2 separate regions of the Ovis aries genome follow, and region 2 is linked to region 1. The links are chromatin contacts, called in public Hi-C maps. All regions are on one chromosome and are shown on one strand. The core of a region is the stretch at or near the end of the contact, and the rest is flanking DNA. Distances in the headings are between cores, read along the strand shown.

Region 1 (5,898 bases), core at 1,053-3,552:
ATGTTCCCATTCTTTATAAGCTAAAATGTTCTCACCTCAGTTGAGATTAACAGAGTCTAAAAAGCAGATGATTCATTAAGTCATACTTTCCTTCTACATAGTCCAAATATAGACTCAAATAACAAGACCTAAGCATTTACTCTGTATTTGAAGAGGTTTTATTTTATAAGACATCTATTTTTGCAAAAACAAGGAAAGGAAACTCTAATTTTAAATCCATACTCAAATCACTTATAGCTTTACTCCCAGAGCACAACGGAGAGACCATGAGGACTTCACATGGGTAGTACCGGGTTGCTTTACACAGCAGGTAGGTGAAAAAGACCAGTGAGTACACCAGGTGGTGTTTTCTTCTGCCTGCGTTACTCCTCCTAGGGAGCCCAATCACGCTGTATCATTACTCAGAAGATTTTCATGTTTTGTGGGAGAACTAATTAAAAGCATTTCTCCGTGGAGAAACCAAGATACAGTGAGGTCAAAAGTGAGTGGGCAGTCATATAATTGCTGACTAAGCAGGATTTCATAACCTCTTTCCTAATTCAATGTTTAATATACTAAATATTCCTGTTGGATATTTCATGTTAAATGAAATAACCTTAATATCTGGATCCAATATAACAGAATAACTCATAGTTCTTTATACTTTTATTACTATTTTGCATGAAATGTATTATCACCAAAGATATCTAAGGAGAAAATTCAAGTTCTTAAAGTCTAGCCTAATGCTTTAAAAAGAAAATACATCACTTATGATGTTTTCTGTTAGTCTCTCAGTCATGTCCGACTCTTTGCAACCCCATGACTGTAGTAGCCTGCCAGGCTCCTCTGTCCATGGGATTCTCCAGGCAAGAACACTGGAGTGGGCTGCCATTCCCTTACTATTTATAAACTTGGAACACTCTTAAATTCTATAGGACTGACAATTTAGGCCTGAATCTGTCATCTTTTGCCAAAGAACATCCTGACTTTTTGTTGCTTTGTTTCTTCCTGTAGGTTGACTTCACCTTAGCTGGGCTGCTGCACATAGGTGTAATTTCAGTGACTGACTCCAGAAGGTGAGTGCTACCATATGTCTAAAGAAATGATTAAGATCAGGCAGAAACTTTTCAAGAAGATGGAAAAATAAGCAGAAGGCTTCCTTTCATGAACGACTAAAACCTCCTCTATTGAAAGTCACAATAGCATATTCTTATAAATTTGAGGTCCCTGAAACAGCTACTCAAATCCAGTCAATTAACTACAACAGATAACTTCAGTAGCCACACCAAATAGTCTTCCTTTATTGGACTGGCCAAGTAAAAACGTTTTCCAAGAAGCTTAACAGCGTTTTTTAGACCCTTGTTTATAAACTTGCATTGCTCTCCATGTTCACCACCCACACCCCTCATGCCCCACAGATTTCCCTCCACACACACACATAAAGCTAGGAAGCTTGCATTTCTGACTACGACTCACATCAACTAAGAACCAGAAGACTAACAAACTCTTGGCTCACATCAACTAAGAACCAGAAGACTAACAAACTCTTGGATATGACTAAGCAAAAGGATCTAATTAATAAATAGTTAAGAAAAGCACAAATTTTAAAAAATAAAAGAAACCATATGAAAACAGGAGATTAGGGAGGGAAGGCAACTTGAAATCCTTGTAAGATGTCCCCAGGGGGAAAAAAAAAGCCCACATTTTTCTTTAAGGGCTGAAGAATCAGCATCAATAACTCAAACCTATCATGCCCATAGGTGGTTTTAAGAGACTTGTATTCAATACAACTGGCAGTTTTCCACATAATATTTCTTCTTTTTGATTTTCTGTTTTACAGAATTCCACTTGAGAGTTTTTACAATTTATTTCTCTTACCAAATCTGAAATAAAATAAACTCCAGGTTATGACAAATCAAGAACCTCATATTCAGCAAAAATCATCTCTCTGGCCCCTTCTCTACTAAAAATCACCATATTTTTTACTGTTTCTTTCTGAAACAAAAGCAAAGGTCCACGAAATTTGACAGTCTGATATATGTTATAAATCTTTTATTTCATGCTTATGCTTACTATTTAAACTGAAGCAATACAGAACCCTGACGATGGGAAAAGGAAACTCTTTCACCTTACAAGGAAAAATCTGTCACCAAAATTTAATAGTATTCATTAAAGAACCGCACACTTTCGCGCGGCCTCTGCTGTGTCAGTCACACACGCCGCCCCGCCCTCTGCCCTGTCAGTCACGCGCAAGCCCCGCCCCTGGGCTGTCAGTCCCGGCGCTGGCCCGCGGCTGAACTGGCGGCGCTGACGTCAGCTGGCGACCGCGGCCGCATTCCTAAACAGTTCAGACAAACCCACTGGTGGGAAGCTTCGAAAGCCCTCAGCTGTAGTGAAGAAAGCAAAGGCTTGGCTGGCAGCCAGACTCCTGAGCTCAGCATTTTGTAATGCACTTCCTTTCTACTTAACAGCTTGCATAATGCCTTTAACCCTTCCTTTACCTGTGTCACACCTTTAACCCCTTCTCCTCCTGGGCGAAATTCAAAGCGAACTCGGAAACTTGCTCTCCCACTGGATTTTAATGTATTCTGTCCCAAATCACAACTGACTTATTTCTTATATTGCTGAAGAGGCAATTTAATTAAACATGCACGCTCTGAACAGTTCACTTTTCACCGCTTAGAGCAATGTTATTTTTCAAGCAAGGAAACAAAAACATTTTATTAAAACAATATATTTAAATGTTCAATTTTTTTCAAGATCCTTCCTTCATAATTTGTCTCTTAGAATTTATTTTTTCAAGAGATGATACTTTCAAGAATCCAAACAAAATGAACAAACTGGTATTTGCAATGACAAAACTCTCCCTCCAACCCTGTGACCCCCTGCCATCCAGGTCCATAAAAACAAATGTGATTTATTATCCTGGTATTTTTACACAGGAATAGTTTAGTTACATATAAAGAAATACAAATATATTCTATTTTCCCCTCTTTTTAACTAAATGGTAAACCCAACAGCTTTCTCTGTTGCTTCTTTTTTAGAACTGCAAGGAATTCCACCACAATTTACAGAATTTATCGATACCAGTACCCTGTATATAAGCATTTTGACAATTTATAATTTTTCTACTATTAGAAATACAGGTATATGTTTAGAAAAACAGTCTTGTGTCTATGATGAGTTTGAAGCAAATTTTATATATTAAAGAAATTAGCCCTTTGTCTGTGATGAGTCACAAAAATGTTTTTTCCACCTAGGTGAATTTGGTGGTTTGTCATACAGGAATTTAGGGGTTTTATGTAGCTGAATGGCTATAAATCTATTCTTTCAGGGCTCCTGTGGTTATTGTATCAGATATAGACTGTCATTCCCCCATGTAGTTTTTAAAAGAATTATCCTATGGTTTCTAATACTGTATGTTTTGTTTTACATTGCAATATTTGGAGTTTGTATTTTTTTTTCCTAGATGGATATCCACTAGTCCCAACATTATCCACTGAATATCTATCTTTCCTCACTGTTTTGAAATGTTACCCTTATGCTTTTGAGCTGTGGTGTTGTAGAAGACTCTGGAGAGAGTCCCTTAGACTGCAAGGAGATCCAACCAGTCCATCCTAAAGGAAATCAGTCCTGAATATTCATTGGAAGGACTGACGCTCAAGTTGAAACTCCAATACTTTGGCCACGTTATGTGAAGAACTGACTCATTGGAAAAGACTCTGATGCTGGGCAGGAGGAGAGGGGGACGATAAATGGTTGGATGGCGTCACAGACTCAACGGACATGAGTCTGAGTAAGCTCCGGGAGTTGGTGATGGACAGGGAAGCCTGGAGTGCTACAGTCCATGGGGTCCCAAAGAGTCTGACATGACTGAGTGGCTGAACTGACTGACCCTTACATATTATATTTACTAAATTACTTTATGTCAGTTAGGTTCACAGTATTTTTATGCTGTCTTTATCATCAGTAATCATTTTTAAATCTAAAAAAGTAAGGTATGTTTTGTATAGACAACAAGATCCAGTTTCAATAAATACATTTCAGATTTGAGTTTTATTTATTTTTAAACCAAACTAAATCCTTTTCCGGGATTCTGGGATAAATTAAAGCATAACATTATTATGTTACATGTAAAGACTTATACTGAAATTCTATCTAATGTTATTTCAAGTAACTGACATTTTGAAAATAAATATCCATTCAGAAACATCACTCTTGACTAATTATGGCAAGCACTTTTACTCTTCATAAAGACATCAGATAATAACCAGAAAGATTTAAAACATTGAAAACATTGTTAAAACAAAATCCTGACACTGACTGGAGACAACTTTGATTTTTTTTAACTGTTCATGCAGTTGTTTTATTATTTCACTTTATTTGACCTTGTGGCACAGCATGAGGATCTTTACCAACCAGCGATCAAACCCATGCCCCCCTGCAGTGGAAGCATGGATTCTTAACCACTGAACCTCCAGGGAAGTCCAACTCTTGAGTTTTAATATTCCCTTTGAAGAACACTTTAAAGAAAAATGAGTAACAAGTGAGGATGAACTAGTCCTTCAGTTTGTGCTCTTCTTGCCATTATATGTTAATGATTATTACACCATATATCTATGAAATTTCTATATTTTTATATAATCATATTGATAAACAATTGTTTATTGCTTAGTAAACATATTATTAAGAACACGCATGGTTTGAACTTTAAGGAGATGTTAAAAGACAGTAATATGCAATAATCATCAATTGCTGAAAACGCAGCAGAATCCACTATTTTGAAAAGAACCTCAATATGTTGGGCATGTGCTTCTCTAAAGGGACAGCAAAATGACAGATGATAGAGAGCTGCAGACCCAAGGCTCTAAGTACCAGTATGTCAATGCAGGAAGAGAGGGCAGGAGGCAGGGGGCAGTGAGGAGGCGGAAAATAAAGATCCGCCAAAGCAGGGAGAAGCCCCCAGTCCTGAGACAATGATCCCAATGCAGGCTGCATCAGGCTGCCCTCTATATGATGAGGCCATCATTTATTCCACAGTTGTCAGAGGTTCCAGTCCTCTCAGGACAGGTCTGCCACTGAGTTACAAGATCACAAACCGTGTATCAAGAAAAAGTTTTGAAAAGGTATTTTCCCTGTGTGGTATAGACATACTGCACATAACATATAGTTTTTAAAGTTCTGAAATCTAACTCGAGTAAAAGATTTTATGTAGCCTTCTAAGATGTGGTGCTACAATTATATTTATGGAGTTACTATTTTAAACTCTGAGCCCATTTCTCTATTAAAAAATGACACACAGAATAAAGTCCAAACAGAAATTTCTTTAAAGCTCCTGACACTATGTCCCTAATCTACTCTTCCACTCACTTCTTTCAAGGAGCCTACCCTTTGGCCCCAAGCAAGCAGGGTCTACTGTTCCTCAAACACATCTACTGACTCTGCTCATATTTTCCTGTACCTGGAATATCCTTCCAACAAGTGAGAATGCCAATATGATGATAATGGTGATGAAGAATGTTAAAGATAAATATCATTAAAATACATGTTTACAATTCTCATATTAATATGAAGATGAAAGAAACTAAGGAAATACTATATTCCACTAAAAAGATGGACCATTATGAAGAAAAACAATGTGGATGCTTTTTATAAAAAATCTACTTAGATATATCATTTATATGTACAAAATATGTTTTTAATTAGTCTCATCTTGTTGGCGGAGGGGTGGGGGGGAGTCAGCTTACTCATTACATCCTCAAGTACAGCTTTCCATCAACCTTCAAATTAAATGCAATATAAAAGAGGACAAAACTATTTTTTTTCTTGTAAGATATACAAAGACATTTGGATTTTTTTAATGTTTATTTTATATTCGGAGTATAGTTGATTCACAGTGCTGGGCTAGTCTCAGGTACA
Region 2 (5,485 bases), core at 510-3,009, 73 kb after region 1:
ACAAATAAGCCTGAAAACGAGAACAAAGTGCGGGGTCGTGCCCGACTGCCAGGCGGCCGCGCCGGGAGGGACGCGGGAGCCGACGCCAAGCCCCTCCGCCTCGCGCTCCGGCCGCCGCCGGCCACAGCTCCCCGCGGCTCGCACGCAGCCCTACCCGGCCCCCTCCCCGGTGCAAACCGAACTCCGCCGGCGGGAGCCCCGGGCACGCCGCGGTCCCCCGGTAGGGGGAAGAGCCAGCTGCCACGGGCTCGCACCCTTTGATTCGCGGGCGTCCTCGGGAGGAGAGGTCCCTCAGGAAAGGGGTCCAGCCTGACGCCCGCGCACCCCGAGACGGAGAGGAGCGGAAGGAAGGACATTTAAATCCCGGGGCGGCCGGCGGAGCTCGCCCGGGCCAGCCCAGACGCCGCAGCGACTCTCCCGGCCCCCCGGAACGCCGCGGCCGCCAGCCCGTCGAAGCCCTGAGGAGCGGCCGCCGAGTGGCATTAAAATGTATTTCCCTCCCCTCAAATGGAGGGGGCGGGGAGGGGGGTGCAGAGGAGAAAGACCGGCGAGTGACAGGCTAGGGGAGAGACGAGGCAGAGCGCAGAGCGCGGCCCGGCCGCCGGCTCGGCCCCGGCCGGCATTGTCTGTGCGGCCCGCGCCCCCTCCCCCGCCCCGCACGGCCCCACCACAGACACCCTCCGCCGGAGCCCGGCCGGCCGCCCGCGCCTTTGTCCACATTCTCCCCCCAACACGGGTCAGCAGCTCTCCAGGACGTGCTCCCCGGGAGAAGGGCGGGGAACGGAGCGGGCCGGGGGCACCCGACACCCACCCGGCGGACCCCGCGGAGGGGCGCGTCCTGCTGATTCATTTCCCACTCGCGCTGGCCCGTCCGGGGAGACAGGGGGCGGGGAGGGGCGGAGAGGAAATGGGCGCTTCGTTCAGAAGGACTGTCCCGGCCAGTGAGGGCATCGGGCGGGGTGCGGGCGCGCGCTGCGCTGAGGGGCTGCTCAGAGGGGAGGGGGCTGGCGTCCCCCCCCCCAGGGACTGACGGACGGAGAGACGACCCCGCGACTGCCCCGTGACTCACCGACTTGCAGGACGTTGTCTACGCAGCCGCTCTCCAGCAGCGCGATGCCCCGGCGGAAGGGCAGCCGTGTCTCATCGCCGCCGTCCGCCGGCCCGGCGGCCCCCACCGACGGGGCCCCGGCCCCGGAGGCGGCGGCAGCGGCGGCGGCGGCGGCGGCAGCGGCGGCGGCGGCCGAGGTGGCGGCCGGCGAGGACGAGGAGCCGCCGCCGCCCGCGCCGCCCGCGCCGCCGCCCGCGCCGCCGGGGCCGCCGCTGTCGTCGCCGGGGCCGCCCGCGGCGCCGCCGCCGGTGTTGAAGGACGAGTACATGCAGATCTCCCGCTCGCTGCGGGGGAAGGACCAGTAGACGATGCGGCGCTGCACCGGCTCCGGGATGCGCTCGAAGCGCTCCTCCACGCGCTGGAACGGCCACTTCTCAGCCACCTTGCGCGCCGCGATGTCCAGCAGCGACTCGGGGCTCTGGGTCTTGCCCGGCGGCAGCAGCCCCAGTGCTGCGCCGCCTCCGCACGCCGCTGCCGCCGCGCCGCCCGCCCGCGGGCCCGGCCGACAGGCAGAGCTATAACCGCCACCCGCTCCTCCGCCGCCGCTGCTGGCCCCGCCGCCGCCGCCGCCGCCGCCGCCGCCCGGCCGGCAGCAGAGCCGTTTCGCGGGAGGAGGCTGCTGTCCGCGCTCCGCCATGACCGCGCCGCTTCTAACCCGACAGCGGAAGTGCCGGGACCCTATAAACGGCACAAGGAAGCGCGACACGCACACGCCGCCGCGACGCCACGCTGCCATCTAGGGCCCGCCGCTCCTTGTACGGGCACAAGAGGTGGGGCCTTCGCCGTGACGTCGCGGCCGAGGCGGGGCACCGATAGGGGGACCTAGGGCCAAGGGCGGGGCCTATGCAAATCGCTGAGCTGAAACATAAATAGAGCACTCGGCGGACACGGGGGTAGCGGGGGCGGTGGGGTTGGGTGCCCGATGGGCTGTGAGAATGTCAGGCTGCTGTGACGCGGGGGGCGGGGCTCAGGCGGGGTTCCCGGGGGAGGGGGCGGGCTGCCAGGCATGGCCTAGGGTGCATGGGTCTCCGCGCCCCCTGCCTGCTCAACTTCCCCCTCCAATTCCCTGCTTCCCTTTGATGTCCCGCAAGTGTGGACGCGCCTCGTGGGTCGCTGCGGGGAGGGAAGAGTAGATGGGAGGTGAGCACGGGAAAGGGGTCCTGGTAAGTGGGGGGCGGGACCCTGAGTTGAGGCCCCACCCCCACCCCCGCCAGAGCCGGCCCGCCGGGGGAAAAGCCTCTGGGCGGAGGAGGCGCTTTCAAAACAAAGAAATGCGGCGTGGAACCCGGGGGACTGGGGTGGTAAGGAAGGCGGAGGAGGTGCGGCTGAGGCCGCCTGCTTCCCCTCCAGTCAGCCCAGAGGAACTCCCCCCACCCCCAGCCCGGGCTGCGGCGCCGGAGAAGAGGGAGGAGGCTGCGGTAGTCGGCTGTTTTCCATTTCACTTTTGCAGACCAAGGCGGAGAAGAGCACCAGCTCCGCTGCTCCTCTTGTCTGCAGCACGCTCTACCCCGAGCGAGTCTCAGCTTCCGCTCAGTCTCGGCTTCCAAGCTTGCCAAAGTGTCCGAAAACGCGCAGAGCGCTCGGAACCTGTCCCGCAGCTGTGCGACGCGCGTCTCGAGCTGGCCGCAGCCGCCCCGCCCTCGTGCGCCTCAGCCCCGCGGGCGGGGATGCCGGCTCCACGGCCTCTCTACCGGGACCCCGCTCCAGGCCCGGGCGTGCTCCGGCTCGAGGTGGAAGGCACACCCGGGTAGTGGATTTAGCAAACACACCTTTGTGAGTACACACGACACGGGCGCGCGCGCACACACCCTACAGGCGCGCGCGCACAGTCCAGCCGGCTGCAGACGGCGCGCCCCGGCCGCTCGGCGGCGGATGGTCGCTGGGAGCGCACTCGGTGCACCTTTGAGTCCACGGCCAGCCTCGACCCCGGGCTGCAGGGAGCCCTGGCGCTCGGGACGCACGCCGGGCTCTCTGCCGCCGTGGCGGCGCCCGACCGCCCCATCCTCCTGGGGTAAGGCTGCGTGGGGGCGGGCGGGCGCAGAGCGCAGCTTGCTGGGGCCGGGGCGCCGGCGAAGGCAAAGAAGCGAGTCCCCTGTGAGCCAGGAACGCTGCAGACATTGTTCTTCGTACTCTCCAGGGCTCGGTCGAATGTGGGTCCAAAACACAGCCTTAATTACCACGTTAGAGACATCCCTACTCTTTGCCCTGCCTTCTGTTTTTCCTGTAAACCGTGTCACTGATACTGTGGCTATTTTAGAAGATAAACCGTATCTCCTTTGACACGTTCGCATCTTTTAAGGTTATTGGCTGATACCCACATGCCTGCCTTGTTGGATTTAAAAAGAGAAGAGCGCTCCCGAGTTTTCAAGAAAATCGCCCACTCAGGGCCGAGGCCCGGGAAACCTCGAGCTCCATCCATCCAGGTCTTGGCTCTTCCCCTCTTCGGGCCCCACCAAGCCCCAGGCTGCAGGTCCCTGGGGGACCTGATGCTGGCCGACTTTCCGCAGCTGCCTTACTTGTTAGGAAAATTTTGGTGACAGTATGTTTTTGTATATCCATCTGGTATTTTTCTGGGCACCTCCTCAATGCTTAGGAAAAGGCCTGGGTAGAAAACTGGAAGACTATCTTACGGGCAAAAGGGAGGCGGAAAGGTTTTTCCTTCAGTTTTTCTTATTTCTGGATTTCTTTTTTAAAAAAATTTTAAATTTAATTTAAATATATATATATGATAGAAAAAAGTAAGTCAAAAGTAAAATGTGGTTTCCATTCTGTCTTCAAACACCACCATGATAGAACTTAGGCTTGTGTGATATTGTATAGATTACTAAGGATTTTCATACACATAAAGAATCTTAGAACTGGAAAGTCAAAGATGACAAAGCTCATATCCCCAGACAGGATAAGTGACTCATTCAGGCACCTACCAGGTGTTAATGGAAGAAATTAACTCATACCGAGTGAGAAAGTGGACTGCTTTGGAAGTGCCTACCGTTTAGAGATCTTGATTTTGTATTGAACCAACGAGCCTGGATTTCAGGCATTGTCCTACATGGGAGGAATTTCATTTAACTCTGTTCAAAGGTGAGTCCAGAGCCACCAGCTCAGCTTCCCCCCTTTGTAGTCTCTTAACTGAGACCAACTCTCCTGCTCTTGAACTGTCCTCCTTCCTCTGGTTCCCTGACACTCTCCTGATCCTACAATGTCTCCAACTTGTCTTTCTCTGCCTTGTTTTGGGGTTTCTCTTCCTCCAAACTTTAATGTGCACCCTGCCCTACAGCCTAGGAGGGGCCTCTTCTCTATGTTTAGTGGCCCACACCTTGGAGAGCTTCCACTGTTTGCAACTCCCAACCATGGTCTCTGCTTCAGCTCACTTCTTACTGGTGGTCAACTTCCTTTTCCATCGCCACCTCAAACCCAAGGTACCACATTTCCCTGGAAACCAGGCTCTCTTCCCCTAGACTGTTATTACAGTTGCCACCTGTCCATAGGCTGCCAAGAGTTTTTCCTCTTTGCCGGCAACTCATATAGGTTTACTTGCTGAGTTATCTCTCCCAGCCCCTCTCGCTTAGTCACTTATTCCTCCTCTTCACTCCACACAGCCTCCTCACTAGTGTGTCTGTATAACCTTTCCTCATGCAAATCCTCCTCCACCCAGCTGTTATGCTTCCTAAAGTATAATTCTGATGGTATCACTCTCCTGCTCAAGTCCCTTTAAATGACTCCCTGCCATGTACTAGGGAAAGTCCAAATTCAGATCTGATCTTACCCAAACCCAACTTTCCAGCCTCATCTTTCACTAAAATCTAACAGAACTTCCAGGTCCCAGACAGGAACGTTGTTAAATCCCATCAGGACTTCTCCCAGCTCCCTAGAAGACATCCCAGCTTCCCCAATCTGCACATTTGCTCAAGATGTTCCTGTTGCTGGTAACAGAGACATTCTTTCTCCCCATGGAACTTGTCAAATTCCTACCCTTCCTTCTAGGACAGGCTCAAATGCCACTTCCTCTGGGAAAACCCACCTGGATGTGTGATCTCTCTCTCCTCAAGCTCCTCTGACACTTTGGATCTTCCTCGTGACATTTTTACCATTCTGCCAAGGGTCTCAGCTATGTTTACACTTGCTAGAGCTGTTCAACTCTCTCTTCCCTGGTTAGAAAGTCTCTGAGGGTTGGGATTATGCCTCAGCCATCTCTGTAGTCCCAGGTGCCCAGCACTGCACGGCAAGTTTTCCATCTCCCCAGAGGTCAGCTACACTCATGAGTCAAGAAAGAAGTGCCAACATGTCATCTTTGGCTAGTTCTTGTGCCGCTCTCATGTTTGAGGTATTTACAGTGTTTTTTCCTGGTGTTCATAGAAATCATTACTAAATTACTTC

Evidence for each region. Hi-C and Micro-C count contacts between places; a contact is called where the count stands out from the background.
Region 2: a Hi-C map of hypothalamus shows a contact between it and region 1, with 2.5 times the contacts expected there. The contact joins the promoter of ZSWIM6 here to the enhancer-like site in region 1. A contact is called at or near these places in 3 of 16 Hi-C or Micro-C datasets (blood, hypothalamus and skin fibroblasts).

The regions. Positions count from the first base shown.
Region 1 is chr16:18,134,044-18,139,941 of ARS-UI_Ramb_v3.0, forward strand. The region is part of intron 1 of ZSWIM6 (zinc finger SWIM-type containing 6); the gene reads right to left. Among named protein-coding and RNA genes, the nearest start is that of ZSWIM6, 72 kb to the right of the region's middle. Within about 2 kb of position 2,303, at least 14 of the 54 cell types and tissues checked have an H3K27ac peak or open chromatin away from gene starts, as enhancers often do. A contact at or near this core is called in hypothalamus, where this site is marked.
Region 2 is chr16:18,207,494-18,212,978 of ARS-UI_Ramb_v3.0, forward strand. ZSWIM6 (zinc finger SWIM-type containing 6) reads right to left here and starts at 1,760. Exons shown (of 14, transcript XM_015101288.3): 1 at 1,070-1,760. The coding sequence starts at 1,745. It overlaps LOC132657946 (a long non-coding RNA gene), which reads left to right and starts at 2,004. Exons shown (of 3, transcript XR_009596761.1): 1 at 2,004-5,485.